2 separate regions of the Anas platyrhynchos genome follow, and region 1 is linked to region 2. Evidence: chromatin contacts called from public Hi-C data. All regions are on one chromosome and are shown on one strand. The core of a region is the stretch at or near the end of the contact, and the rest is flanking DNA. Distances in the headings are between cores, read along the strand shown. Region 1 has its middle 160 kb from the start of PCDH1. Region 2 holds the start of LOC101797130 (START domain-containing protein 10).

The links. Hi-C and Micro-C count contacts between places; a contact is called where the count stands out from the background.
Region 1: a Hi-C map of subcutaneous adipose tissue shows a contact between it and region 2, with 2.3 times the contacts expected there. The contact joins the enhancer-like site here to the promoter of LOC101797130 in region 2. A contact is called at or near these places in 2 of 8 Hi-C or Micro-C datasets (liver and subcutaneous adipose tissue).

What each region holds. Positions count from the first base shown.
Region 1 is chr14:13,207,376-13,213,364 of IASCAAS_PekinDuck_T2T, reverse strand. No RefSeq gene overlaps it. Among named protein-coding and RNA genes, the nearest start is that of PCDH1, 160 kb to the right of the region's middle. Within about 2 kb of position 1,419, at least 1 of the 8 cell types and tissues checked has an H3K27ac peak or open chromatin away from gene starts, as enhancers often do.
Region 2 is chr14:12,978,961-12,985,121 of IASCAAS_PekinDuck_T2T, reverse strand. It overlaps LOC101797130 (START domain-containing protein 10), which reads left to right and starts at 4,620. Exons shown (of 6, transcript XM_027468337.3): 1 at 4,620-5,089. The coding sequence starts at 4,925.

The DNA of each region.
Region 1 (5,989 bases), core at 170-2,669, 230 kb before region 2:
TCCTAAGATATTAGATGGAGTCAATTCACAGTTCTTCGGTGGATAATACTTTTTGTTTTTAGCAAAGGGTGTTGAAACAGAATGGAAAATTAAAGCAATTTTTCTGACAGCAATGCATAAATGTTGACCACAAAACAGAAAAGCAAAAAAACAAAATAAAAAGCAAGTACACGTCTAACCAAGTGCATCTGTATTAGGCAGCAGTGATTTCATTACTGTTTTCATTTGAATAAAGGCAGAGGATGATATGCCCTTTCTCTAATGGAAATGCTCTTCAAGTCCAAGCTATCCATGGTCATTATGCTCTGAAGAGGATTGCTTAGGAAATAGCTGTATAGAGTCAGACGTGTGCCTGGGGCGCAGCAGTGCTCCTTCCACAGCTGGACTTGTTTTCCCTAACAGCATGGGGCTGGCTGCAGGTGGGTCCTGCCTTCCCATAAACACCCATGTCTGTAGGGACATGTTCTGAAGTGGAATGCTTCAGGAAAAACTACAAGTCCATCTAGAGAATGGGCTCTGCTTGGGGTAATGGGTCTTTGCTCGGTTACCCCTCTGGTCCCAGCTCCTTGCACATCCAATGGGGGAGCATCCAAGGCCATTGCTGCTGAAACCCATGGCCCAGGTGCTTGTCCACTCAGGGCTGTGTTAGTTTTTCCTAGGGAATCCAGAATAAGGATTCCCTAGGAAAAAGGATCCCACTCCTCCCCTCATCCTTCCTCCAGCTCTCTGGTGGCAGAGGAGCTGGCTGCAGAAGAGTGTTGGACTGGCCTGTGCCATGGTGAGGTCTCCTGTGTTGCTCTGGTATGTGCTGCCTCTGCTTTGTCACTGTCCCCACACCATCCCACCATGACTTCTGCTGCCTGGGATATACTTCCTTCCCCCAAAGGATCTCAGGAGCCTCCTAAGCTCTGTCCTGTGGCTGTACACCTTCTTGCAGGAGCTCAGGCTCCCGCTGGGCACACCTTGCTCCTGGAGATGTCCCCATCTCAGCGACCAGCCATGTCCCCCGGTGCTCGTGGTGCATCAATGGTGGGATCCAGCCTTCTGCCCACCCCAACCGTGCCCCTACCCCAAACTATGCAGGGCGGGCAGTGTGAGCTGATGGGAGAGGTTGGGGGCTCCTGGGCGAAGAGGGGGCCGAGTGGCCAAGCCGTAGCCGAGCCGAGCGTGCTGTCCGTCGTGGTGCCACTAGATGTCCTTATGAGAAAGGGCTTGGGGCTGCCCACGGCCGCGTAACCACCGAGACAAAGCTGGGACTGGAGCTGGGGGCACCCCAACCTCTCTCCTCCAGCGGCTGCAGGGACCAGCCCCGGGGGAGCCGCGGTCCCAGCCCCGCATCGCTCGGGGATGCTGCAGCACGGGGGTGCGCGCAGGCTGTGCTGAGTCAGTCCTCGCCCCTCCTTATCAACTCCAAGTGTTAAAAAATAAAAGGCTGAGCGAGGAGCCGCGTGGGAGGCTGAGCTGGTGCAAAGGGCTTGCACATGGCTTGAATCCTCTTTGCACAGCTCCCCGAAGCTGGCCAGAACGTGGGAATCGCAGGATGGCTCAGCACAAAAAGCGCTGCTTTTGGGTGCGTTTTGCACCACGTCTCCGTGAGGCTTTTGCTGTCGAGGGCTTTGTGGTGCTGGCACAGGGAGCCAGCCCTTGCTGTGATGTCCCTCTGGGCGGGCCAGCACCACGCACTCCCTCCTGCCGGCTTCCTCGGTGCTGGCAGCGTGCTGGGAGAAGGACTGAGAAAGCAGAAGGTGAAACTCTGCAGCAGGGAGATTAGAGCGCTCGGGTTGTTTCTTTTTTTTTTTTTTTTTCTTTTTTTTTTTTTTTTTTTCTCCCCCCTCTTCTTCAAAGGAATGACTTTGTATTTTTGGAAATAATAGCTGCTCCGAAAATCCTGGTACAAACTCTTCCAGGCTCCAGCCTTGCTTATCACGCGCTATGCTAGGGGCCCTGTTGGGAGTGTAGGATTTTAACTCTTGGCTTCCTGCTCGCTTTTCCCACTTCTAGTAACTTGCTGCCCCCTGCCCCATCTCAAATTAATGCTCGGAACTGAGAGCAAATCTCAGCAGGGATGGTGAGGGGGGGTTGAGGCGGGGATGCTGGGGAGCGGGGAGGTGGGCGCTGAGCAGCCGTGCTCCAGCGGCGAGTGGCAGGCGGTCTGCAGCCTGGCAACCTGCAGGCACGGCTTGCAGAAAGGGAGCTGCCCAAAATTGGAAGACTGGAAATAAATCATTGTCGTGGCTTGGTTTCTGGGCTGACCTCCTCATCTTTGGTGTAGCCTTCAACAGGGCTGATGTCTCTTGGGAGTCAGGAGTCTTGGGGAGGGGGGAGACGGCAAATTCGACAGCGGAGCAGAAGTGATGTGAAGGAGGGGAGCCAGCAGCACACTAATTGCATTTGCAGATAACTCCTAGCTGGAAGGAGATGCAAACTCCAGTGAGAAGTGAAACACAAAGGAACCCGGAGGGACTGGAGCTGTGGGCAGGAAGCGACAATGCAAACCAGCCCCTGATGAATGCAGTTCCTCTCTTGTGGGAAAATAACCCCAAAGCTGAATTCAATGGGAATGAAACACCTGGAGAGCAATAGCCTTGGGCAGAAAGCACTCGGTGTACCAGGTAGGAGTTTGTAGTCCCTGCTATTGTGAGTTGCAGACCCTGAGGAATTGTCTGGTAGGGCAGGAAGGGGCCCTGTTGCTTGCCTGAATCCCAGGAAGAATGCAGTTCAGGTAATGTGTGAGGTGCTGGCTCCAAGAGGCCTTGAGAAAGGTGGTGGAAAACAAGGGGAAAACTTGTGCATCCCAGTCCTGGGCAGGCTGGGAAAGGAAAGAGCTGGAGGGAGCTAGTGGGACATCAGAGGTGACAAAGCAGGAGGCTGGAGGAAGGGGGAGAAGAGGAAATGCCTCACTGCAGATGTGCTTTGCTATTTTTAGGCGATCCTTGTGGCTGCTGTGTGCAGCGGTCACCCGGAGAGGTGGGGTGTGGTTGGGGAGCAGCCTTTCCTCTGTCTCCTGCCTCCCGTCTGCAAGGGGCAGGGAGCATGGGAGCCTGGCACGGAGTGTGGGGACCCAGCGTGCAGCTCCTCAGGCCACCCGCTCCTTGTGACAGCGGGACCTTGCTGAGGGGCATGGCCAGGGCACAAGTGACACAGCCTATAGCAAAAGAGCCATCTGATGGCATGAGGGTCACCCTGGGTTGTTCGCTTGGGTTCTGCCAAAGCCATTGCCTCCAACTCCACCACCCTGATGTGGACTTGGAGAGGCCACCAACTTCTTTCTGCCCAGGCTGTGAAGACCGGTGACTGGCTGGCTCCTGAGCTATTTTCAGGACTCAGGTGTTTTTCATGTGTTAGATCAGCCCTGTGGAAATCTATTATTGCCTTCTGCTTCCCACTGAAGTCATGCCGTGAGCAGAGCACTCCTCTCAAGTGTCTCTGAGCTGGTCCACCCGAGCTCGTCCTCCTGGGACTCAGTGTCCCCACTGCTATGACATGTCCCTCGCACCCTGTCCTGCCAAAGGACCAGAGGAAGACTCCCTGTGTGTGTCTTGGTGAAGGAGCGGGTGACCCTGGGGTGCTTGGCAGCTCTGACCTTGCTGGTATGGTGTATGGGGGCTTCTCGTGACCGGCCCCTCTAGGTCATGAGCTGTGCTGAGCAGACTGGGACAACGGGTGACAGAGCGATGCAGGAGCTGGGTGTGGGCACCGAGCAGAGGGATGCTGTGTCAGCCCCTCCAAAACACGGCAGCATGGCTGGGGACAGGAGCAGAGGGCAGATGTGGTGAGAGGGATTACAAGACTCCAAACCCATGTAAACCAATGTAGATGGAAAGGGATCATCAGCAACAAGAGCATGGCAAGAAACAAGTGGCGAGCACGGATCGGACAGATGGGTGGCCCAGCAGGGATGCTGCCCCACAGGTCTCCTACTTTCTACCCAGAGGTTCCTGTGAGAGACCCAGTTCTCTGAGGGCAGCACATCTGGGGGGTCCAAAGAGTGCTGCTAATGCCAGCTGTATACCCTGAGGTCCCTGGGACCTGCTGGCCAAGCCCGGTGGGGTCTCCATCAGGTGAAGAGCTGAGCACAGGTCTCAGCCAGCTTGGAGCCTGAAGCAACCAAGGTTGGTCCCCAAGAATTTGCTCCATGCTTGATGCACATATCTGCCCAAGCCCTGTGCGACCCAACGTGTGAGGGACTTGTGCTTCAAGCAGGACCTCAGGTGGCCCTGTGTGGGGTTGTGCAGTGAAAACAAGCAGCAGCATTTTGTCTCCTTTCCCCCCTTCTTTAACAGGGACACACTGTGCATCTGCTGTGCTGTGTTGGAAGAGGCCTCGGCTTCCTTCAGAGCTTATGTCAGGAGCTCCAGCACCCACATGAAGCTTTCTGCGGATTTTGTCATTTGCAGCCACCGTAGCTTGAAGCTGGTGCTGGAGTTACAAGCTCTGGTGCCGCTGGTGAGCCCCGATGTGATCTCAAAGCTAGCTGAGCTCTGGTGAGCAGCCTGTGTCCTGCAGCCAGAATAATTCAGGCTCTGCAACTTGAAGCACAGAGCAATTCACAGGCTAACCCACTTGTAGGGTGAAGGATGAAGTGCTACATCCTGAATATGAGCAGTGAAATTACCAGTGCCACCTCTGTCAATGCCACTGAATCCCTCCGAAATGAATTCTTGAGAAGAAATGAGCCCGTTAGACGAAGAGATTTGCTGAACACCATGGATTTGCCTTTCATAGCTCTGTGCAGGGGCAACACAGGCTGACCTTGTTCCAAGGTCGGATAAAATCAGCCTGGGTTCAGCAGCGAGCGCTTCCCAGCACGCTCGCTCTGCTTGCAAGATACTGGCAGAGTCTGTTCCTGGGGAGACGGCGCCAGGCTAGGGCAGGACTGCTCTGCTTTCTGCAGGGCAACAGCTTAATCAGTCCCACCGTGCCTCCTGCAGGCACGGGTGTTAATGCATGCTGGTAGCAGGATGCTGCCTCCAAAAAGGTTTGTCTGGGATCAGGGCCAGGGCAAGTGCCTGGGAGCTGCGTGGGGCAAGACCCAGGGCCAAGAGGCTCTGCCATGGGGTCACCTCCCTGGAGAAGCCCATCCCCACCCATCTCTCTTGGGAAAAGGTGGTCCCAACCTGTTGCCCCTCAAGAAGATGCCTGTGGAGGGGCAAGAAAGGAGGTTTGCCCTCTGCCTGCTGCTTCTTGCTCTCCCCAAGGGTTCTGGCTTTTGGGGAGGCTTGGAGCAGCTCCAGTATGGCTATGATTTGCCCCCGTTTGGGGTGTGCATGGAGCTTTTGGGTGTCTCTGATGCTGGGGGACATCCCTAAACCCCTTGGACAGATTTGTTCCCTATCTGAAAGAGGCTCCAGGCCAGCCACATCATATGCTGGCTGGGCTAAGGTAGTCAGTGGAAAACTGTTTCCTCCTTCTGCAGAGTTTTTTTCCCTTCAGAAGAGAACATGAGGTACGAGACATATCACAGGATCCAGACATTTCGTGCCTGCTGTTTCCTAGCTGCTCTTCTGACTGGTGCCAGCGTCCCTGCGTGGCTCGCTTCCCAGTTACATCTTCTAACCATGTTTTAGGGAAGCTCGTTGGGTACGACAAGCCTTGGGGTCCCAGCATGTCTGTGCATCGGGATGTCCCAGGAGGACCTGGCAGAAGGCAACCTGTTGTGCCCAAGGGAGGTGCTGGTTCCCTCTGTGGTGGGGGCACATGGGTGTGGGGGTCCCCAGGAGGCCCCAAACCTGCAGATGCTGGGGTCTGCAGGGAGAAGGGGCTCTCTTGGGGGTTGGGATGGGAACCCAGTGCCTGTGTGTTGGCTGCGAGCAGCCCAGGACAGAAGGACCCATCTCTGAGGACAGGGTGGGCAAGGGCAGAGCTGAGCTGAATGCTTTCTTCTATCCCTGCCATCAGGCTCTGTCTTCAGGGGCTCTCTGCTTACAAAGCAAAGCCTTCCCCTTGATATTTAAATAAAACCCAGCTTTTGAGGTCAGCAATCCCTTGG
Region 2 (6,161 bases), core at 3,371-5,870:
CTGCACCCATATCACATTCCCATCCCCACCGTGCCCCAGCTCCAGCTGCAGGTTGGCTCCAAAAGCTTCCAGCCCTCACTTCCCACCACCCAGGGCACCCCAAAGGAGAGCTCCACGGCCCCAGGAGGGCACCTTGTGGGTGGCCCCAAGGGAAAGGCTCTGCAGGACGGGAGCCACTTCCCTCGCCTTCCTCCTGCCTGTTATCTCCAGCCGTCGGAGCTGCCAGCTCCTGCCAGCGCTCGTGCAGCCTGACGCTGGTGCAGCTTGAAAGTGCCGCGTGGCGTGTTTGATGTCAGGATTACCGGCTGGCTGTATTGTAAATGCTAAAATGAAATAAGAAGATTAGAGAAGAAAAGCGCCGCTCCGCAGCGCGCGCCTGCCGATTGCCGCCCGCCGGATCCCCCGCGGGTGACGGGGGCTCAGGCGTCACGCGGCGCAGGCGGTGGGGCCACGCAAAGGGTTAAAAAGGGCCACGAGCGCTGTCTTCCAGCCCAGGCAGGGGCAAAAGGCAGGAGGGAGCCTTTCGTGTGTCCCCAGAGCTCTCCACAGGGCAGGTGGGTGCTCCCCAGTTCCCCACCCGTGCAGTGGGAGCCGCTGGAGCTGGCCCCGTGCAGCACCATGCACCTCCCCCCTTCTCCAGCATCTGTTCCTGATCATGGCATCTTTTCAATCCGTTTGGGAGAACATTTCTCCCCCCGGTTCCTCGCCGGCTACCAAATGCTATTGTTTTTCTGTAGGCATGGATGCTCGGCACCTGCCCGCATCAGCCACGTGTGGGCACGAGCCTCGAGTGGGGATGGAGCCAGTGGCACCCCAAGGGGTTGGAAAAGGGAATCGGAGCAACTGATGCTGCGGCTGGACCATCCATCACCAAAATGCAGCGGCCTTGGGGCTCCCAGCACCGCCCCTGTCCTCTGCCCTCAGTGCCACCGAGGTGGCAGGGCCATGGTGGTAATGAAGTCTGCAAGGCTGTGGGTGTCGGGAGGTGGGGTTGTAAATGCTATTTTCTAGCTCAGTGCCCTGTAACTCTCCCCAACAACGGTTGTGCTTAAATAAAGCAAATGGTGCATTTTAATCACCTTCACCATCCCGGCCCTGCTCCCTTCCGCAGGGCACAGTGCAGGAGGGGGGGACACCCAGGGGTGTCCTGCAGTGCTGCTGGGGCTGCCCATGGTGGCACTAAGGGGTGGGGACAGATGTCACCGCGGTGCAGCACCCATCCCTGAGCGGCAGGGCAGCGGTGGGCTCAGTCACTGCTCTGCCAGCGATGGGAGAGGAGCCACGGTACCCGTACGTGGCCATGTGTGTGTCTGCATGCACGCTCACATGGGCAGGAGCATGAGTGTGCAAGCGCATGCATGTGCAGGTGCATGCATGCAAGTGTGAGGGTGTGCACAAGCAATTGTGTGCACACAGAGATGCACGTGCGCATCTATATACACACGTCTGCATGTGCACTCACACACATGAGCATAGGCGCACCCCTGCCTGCACGGGACACTCGTGCACAGATATGTTTGCACCAAGCATGGGCGCACACATGCACAGCCTGTGTGTTTGCTCGTTGTGCACTCAGGTGTGCTTGCACAGCTCCCCACACCGCACGTTTGCAGCAGCCTTCAGCGCTGAAATCTCGGGGAAATTTCTCCTGGTTTTGCTGGCGGACGGGGCTGGGCGCGGGAGCAGCAGCAGCTGGCACAGCGCGCCCGCGCCGCAGATAAGTTCCTGCCACCAAGTTTCCTTCCCCTGCTCATTTTCTGATTAGCCCCTGTCTGATGCGTCGGCAGCCGCGCTGCACGGAGCTTATTCAAAGGCGGCGTAATCTTTGCAAAGCAGCAAACAGGGGGCAGGGACGCATCCAGCTCCCAGCAGTCGGAGGTAATAACTCCTCGGGGACGCGCTGACAAGCCGCCGGGAGGGCTGTGGAAATCCTTTCTGCGGCTGAGCCGAGAGGATTCTCCTGCTATCCCCTAAAGCCTGCGTGTCACCTAGTCCAATAAATGGCATTATAGGGAAGGTGGCACTTTGTTCCGGCGTATCTCGGCACTGTGCTGGCTTTGCATGGGAAAGTGAGGCTTAGGGGGTGGGGGTGAGCGGGTGGCCAAGGGAGCTGGGGTTGGGGACGGCATGGAGACATCACCCTGGAGTGGCCCTGGTTGTCCCATGTCCCTGCGTCCTGCCTGGTCTTGGTGCCGCTGGGCACCACGCTGGCCAATAACTTCAAAACAACGTGGAGATTTGCAGCAAAATCCTCTCGTGAAGAGATTTAGGAGGGTGACTGAGATAATTAACCATCTCTCCCCAAGCATTGACTTGCAGCTGAAAGGGGGAAAAATAACGATGTTTTTCACACGCCTCTTAAATCACCCTGATGCCCAGCCGGGGTGTGGTGCAAACGCAGCTCAGCACAGCAGCTGTGGGGCTGGGAAAGCCGTGGTGGAGCTGAGCAGAGCAGGGATTTGGGTACAGGGGGACAGCCAGGGATGGGGACACCTCACAGGCCACCTGCACAGGAGGAGCTGCCTGGGGAGGGACCTGCCCTGGCCCTGCATCAGCTGTAGGATGCTGAGGGGTGGCACAGAGGTGCACAGCTACTTGGGGAGGCTTGGTGCCACATCACCTGGTGACCTGTCTCTGCTGGGACCCGCAGCCCTGCCCATGCCAGCACGAGGTGGACCTGCCACTGTGGGTGCTGCCCTGGCTCTGTCACCAGCTGGGGACACAGGTGAAGGGGAGCTGACTCCACAAGGGGAGGAGGGCAGGGAGAGGTGTCTGAACCTTCCCCCAGCAGCCTGTGTGAGCCACCTGAACCCCAAACAGGGGACGGTGCTCCAGCAAGGCTGTCCCACCGCTGTCCCCTTGTCCTGCTGTGTTTCTCCATGCCAGCCCCTGGGGACAGGGAAGTGACCGGACAGGGCTTGACACCCCGGGTGTGCTGGGCGTTATGGGGGGGAAAACGTCCCCTCCCACCCCCCAAAACATTTCCCTACCGCCCAAAGCCCCCAAAGTGGCAGTATAAGCCCCGCATTGGGGCAGGGAGGAGATGCCCACCGGCAGCATCCAGCTGCACGGTGACACCCAGAGCTGTCCCCGCCCTGTCCCCCCTCCTTGGCAGGGCTCGGGGCGGCCAAGGAGGCGACCGTGGGTGGCTTCAGGCCCTGCCAGGAGCGGGGGGGAGGCAGAGCAGAGCGAGGAGGAGGAGGAGGAGGAGGAGGAGGAGGAAGGCCGTCGGTGCTCCATCCCACCCCCTGCCTGACGGCGAAACGCAGGCGGCTCCCCCCGGCCGCGGCTCGCCCCCACCTCCCGGCCGTCCCCCGGCCTCTCCCTGTCGCTGTCACCGGTGGAGCACGCGTGACACCCAGTGGGCGACCCACGGACTGCAGGGCCGGGAGCCGGGGACGCCCCGAGCCCAGCCCCAGCCGGGGACCGGCCCCGATCGCTCCCCGCTGCTCGGCCGCTCCAGGCGCATCCAGTCCCAGGGCGGCCCCGGCACCCCCCTGGGGTGGATCCTGCGGGGGCAGCCTGTGCAGGGCTTCACCGCCCTCATGGTAAAGGGTTTCTTCCTAACACCTCGTCTAAATCCCTCCTTTTTTAATTTAAAACCACCCCCCTCATCCGAGCACTGCGTGTCCTGGTAAAGTCCCTCCCCAGCTCCTTGCAGCCCCCTTCACACCCCCGTGGCCCCTCTCCAGCAGCCCCGAGCAGCCCCCGAGGGCAGCGCTGCGGGGGCAGCAGGGACAGTCCCTCCCTCGCCCGCTGGCCTCGCTGCTTGGGGTGCAGCCCAGGATGTGGTCAGCTTTCCGAGCTGCTCACACACCCGTTGCTGGCTCGCCTTGCACTTCTCATCCAGCAGCACCCCCGGGTTGCTGGGGGCCGCTCTCAGCCCATTCCCTGCCCAGCCCACGCTCACCTTTGGGGTGGCCCCGACCCCAGTGCAGCACCTTGCACTTGGCCCTGCTCAGCCTCGTGAGGTTCCTTTGGGCACAGTGAAGCCCTCAGTGACCCCGCAGTGGGGTCTCACAAACCAGGGGGTGGTTTTGGTGACTTTGGTTGTGCAGCTGAGCAGCTGGGGAGCTCCTTCCAGGGGCGTTTGCCCAAGTGAGGGTGCCTCGATGCCTGCTTGGTGGCTGGGCTCAAGATGGGTGCTGCAGGGTGAGGTCTGGGACCGTGTTCAGCATCCCCCCTGTGGGTTGGTTGGGGACCCACATCACCCGTGGCACAGCCCTGCAGGCGAGGCTGCACTGGGAGGCTGCACAGGCCGAGCCTCAGCCCAGGTGGACACCAAGAAGCTCAAAATTGTGACCAACGGGGAGCTCATGGACATCGCCCAGGTGGGACAGGTAACGCCAGATTCCACCCAGGGCATGGGCAGGGTCCCAACAAAAAGCACCGGGGACGAGGTGGCAGACAAGAGGGTGACAACTGGGACAAGCTGTGTCCTGGGACCCGGCAGGCGTGAGGCCAGCAGCATGAGGGATGGGACTGTCCCCCTGGTAGGTGACAGAGAGGGCACAGCTGGGTGCTGCATCTCCTCCTCCGTGCTCCTGCCAGCAAGCTGCTGCTGCGAAGTCAGGCTCAGAGATTGCCAGGGGACGGTAGGGATGGCAGGGACGGGGACACAGGGGGCCAGGGGCAGCTCTGCCCTGAAAACCGAGCCACCCGCGTGCTGCTACCTGCTGAATAATAGAGGAGCCGGCGGGCAGCTGGAGAGAAACGTGATCCCGGAGAGCCTGGGAAGACATCTGAGCTGCCGGCAGCTGCCGTAGCACCCGCAGGGCAGGAGCCTTCCTCCCCGCCGTGCCGTGTGGCCGCAGGGCTCTGTGCATCCTCGGGGCCGTGAGGATGAGGATGGCCGCGTGAGCCGCGCGCAGGAGCTGGCTCCCCGGGCGGTGAGGCAGAAGGAGCCTCCCTCAGCTCAGCCCCCATGTCCAGGGCGGGGGAGATGGTTTATATCCCGGATGATTCCGACTTCAGCTCATTCAAGGAGCAGTGCGAGAGCCTGGAGGGCTGGCACTGCCACTACAACAAGGCTGGCATCACCGTCTGGAGCCAGGGCCAGGAGGAAAGCTGCACCGTGCAGAAAATCAAGGTGAGCCCTCCCCTGCGCGCCCCCCGTCACACCAGCGCCCTGCTGCAGCCCACCCCAAACACCGGGGCTTGGGGGCTTTGGCCCCAAAAGCACTTCTGCAGCTCGCAAGATGCTGCGTGGGCTCTCTGCCTGCCCCATGCTCTCAGCATCTGGACCAGGATGCTGCTGCAGCATGGAAATGTGCCCGGGGCACACCCCTGTGTGCTCACCTTGCTGCTGCCCTTGCTCCAGACATAGGTGGGAATGACCTTGTGGAGACAGCCTTGTTGGGAGCCCCTGGGGCATGAGATGGGCAGGTGGGTGCCTCTCCCCCAACCCTGCCATACTGGGGCTCATCGCCTCACGTCCCGCACCAGCCGAGCAACCCTGAGGGTTTCGGATGCCCCACGTGCTGTGCCGGCGACTTTGCTGCCTGCCAGGGGAAGGATCTGGGATGCTGTCCCTGGGGCTGTCACACCGTGCTGCTCACACATGGCACCAGTGACAGTGCTGGGTGACCCTGAGCATATCAAGAGTGGCTGTGGGGTGAGGGAGCCCCATCACATCCTCAGTCCTGCTGGTGGGAGCATCCTGCGGGGCAGCGCTCAGCTCCAGGGCACTGTTGTGGCTTTTCAGCCACAGGATCCTCACCGGGGATCAGACAGGGATGGGGTCTGCCGGAGCAAGTGTGGCTGGAGCACCTGACCAAGGGGCTGACCTGGCAAGGAGGGCTTCTAGCTAGGAGCACCAGGGAAGGGTGACCATGACCTGGAGAGCTGGGAGGCACGGGGAGGTGGAAAGGAGGCACCTGAGGTAGAGGATGCTGGAGGAGCCTCTTGCACCACTCTCCTGATCGCAGAGCGGCCACAGCCCAGCATGACACCAGGAGGAGGCTGCGGATGCCCCATCCCTGGGGGTGCTCAAGGCCCTGGGCAACCTGATCCAGCGGGTGGCATCCCTGCCCGTGGCAAGCGGCTGGAACCAGGTGATCTTTAAGGTCCCCTCCAACCCCAAGCATTCTGTGATTCCTTGAGGAGCTGGGCATGCAGGCACATGGTGATTGCGATGCTGCTGTGGATGGAGGCCCATCATG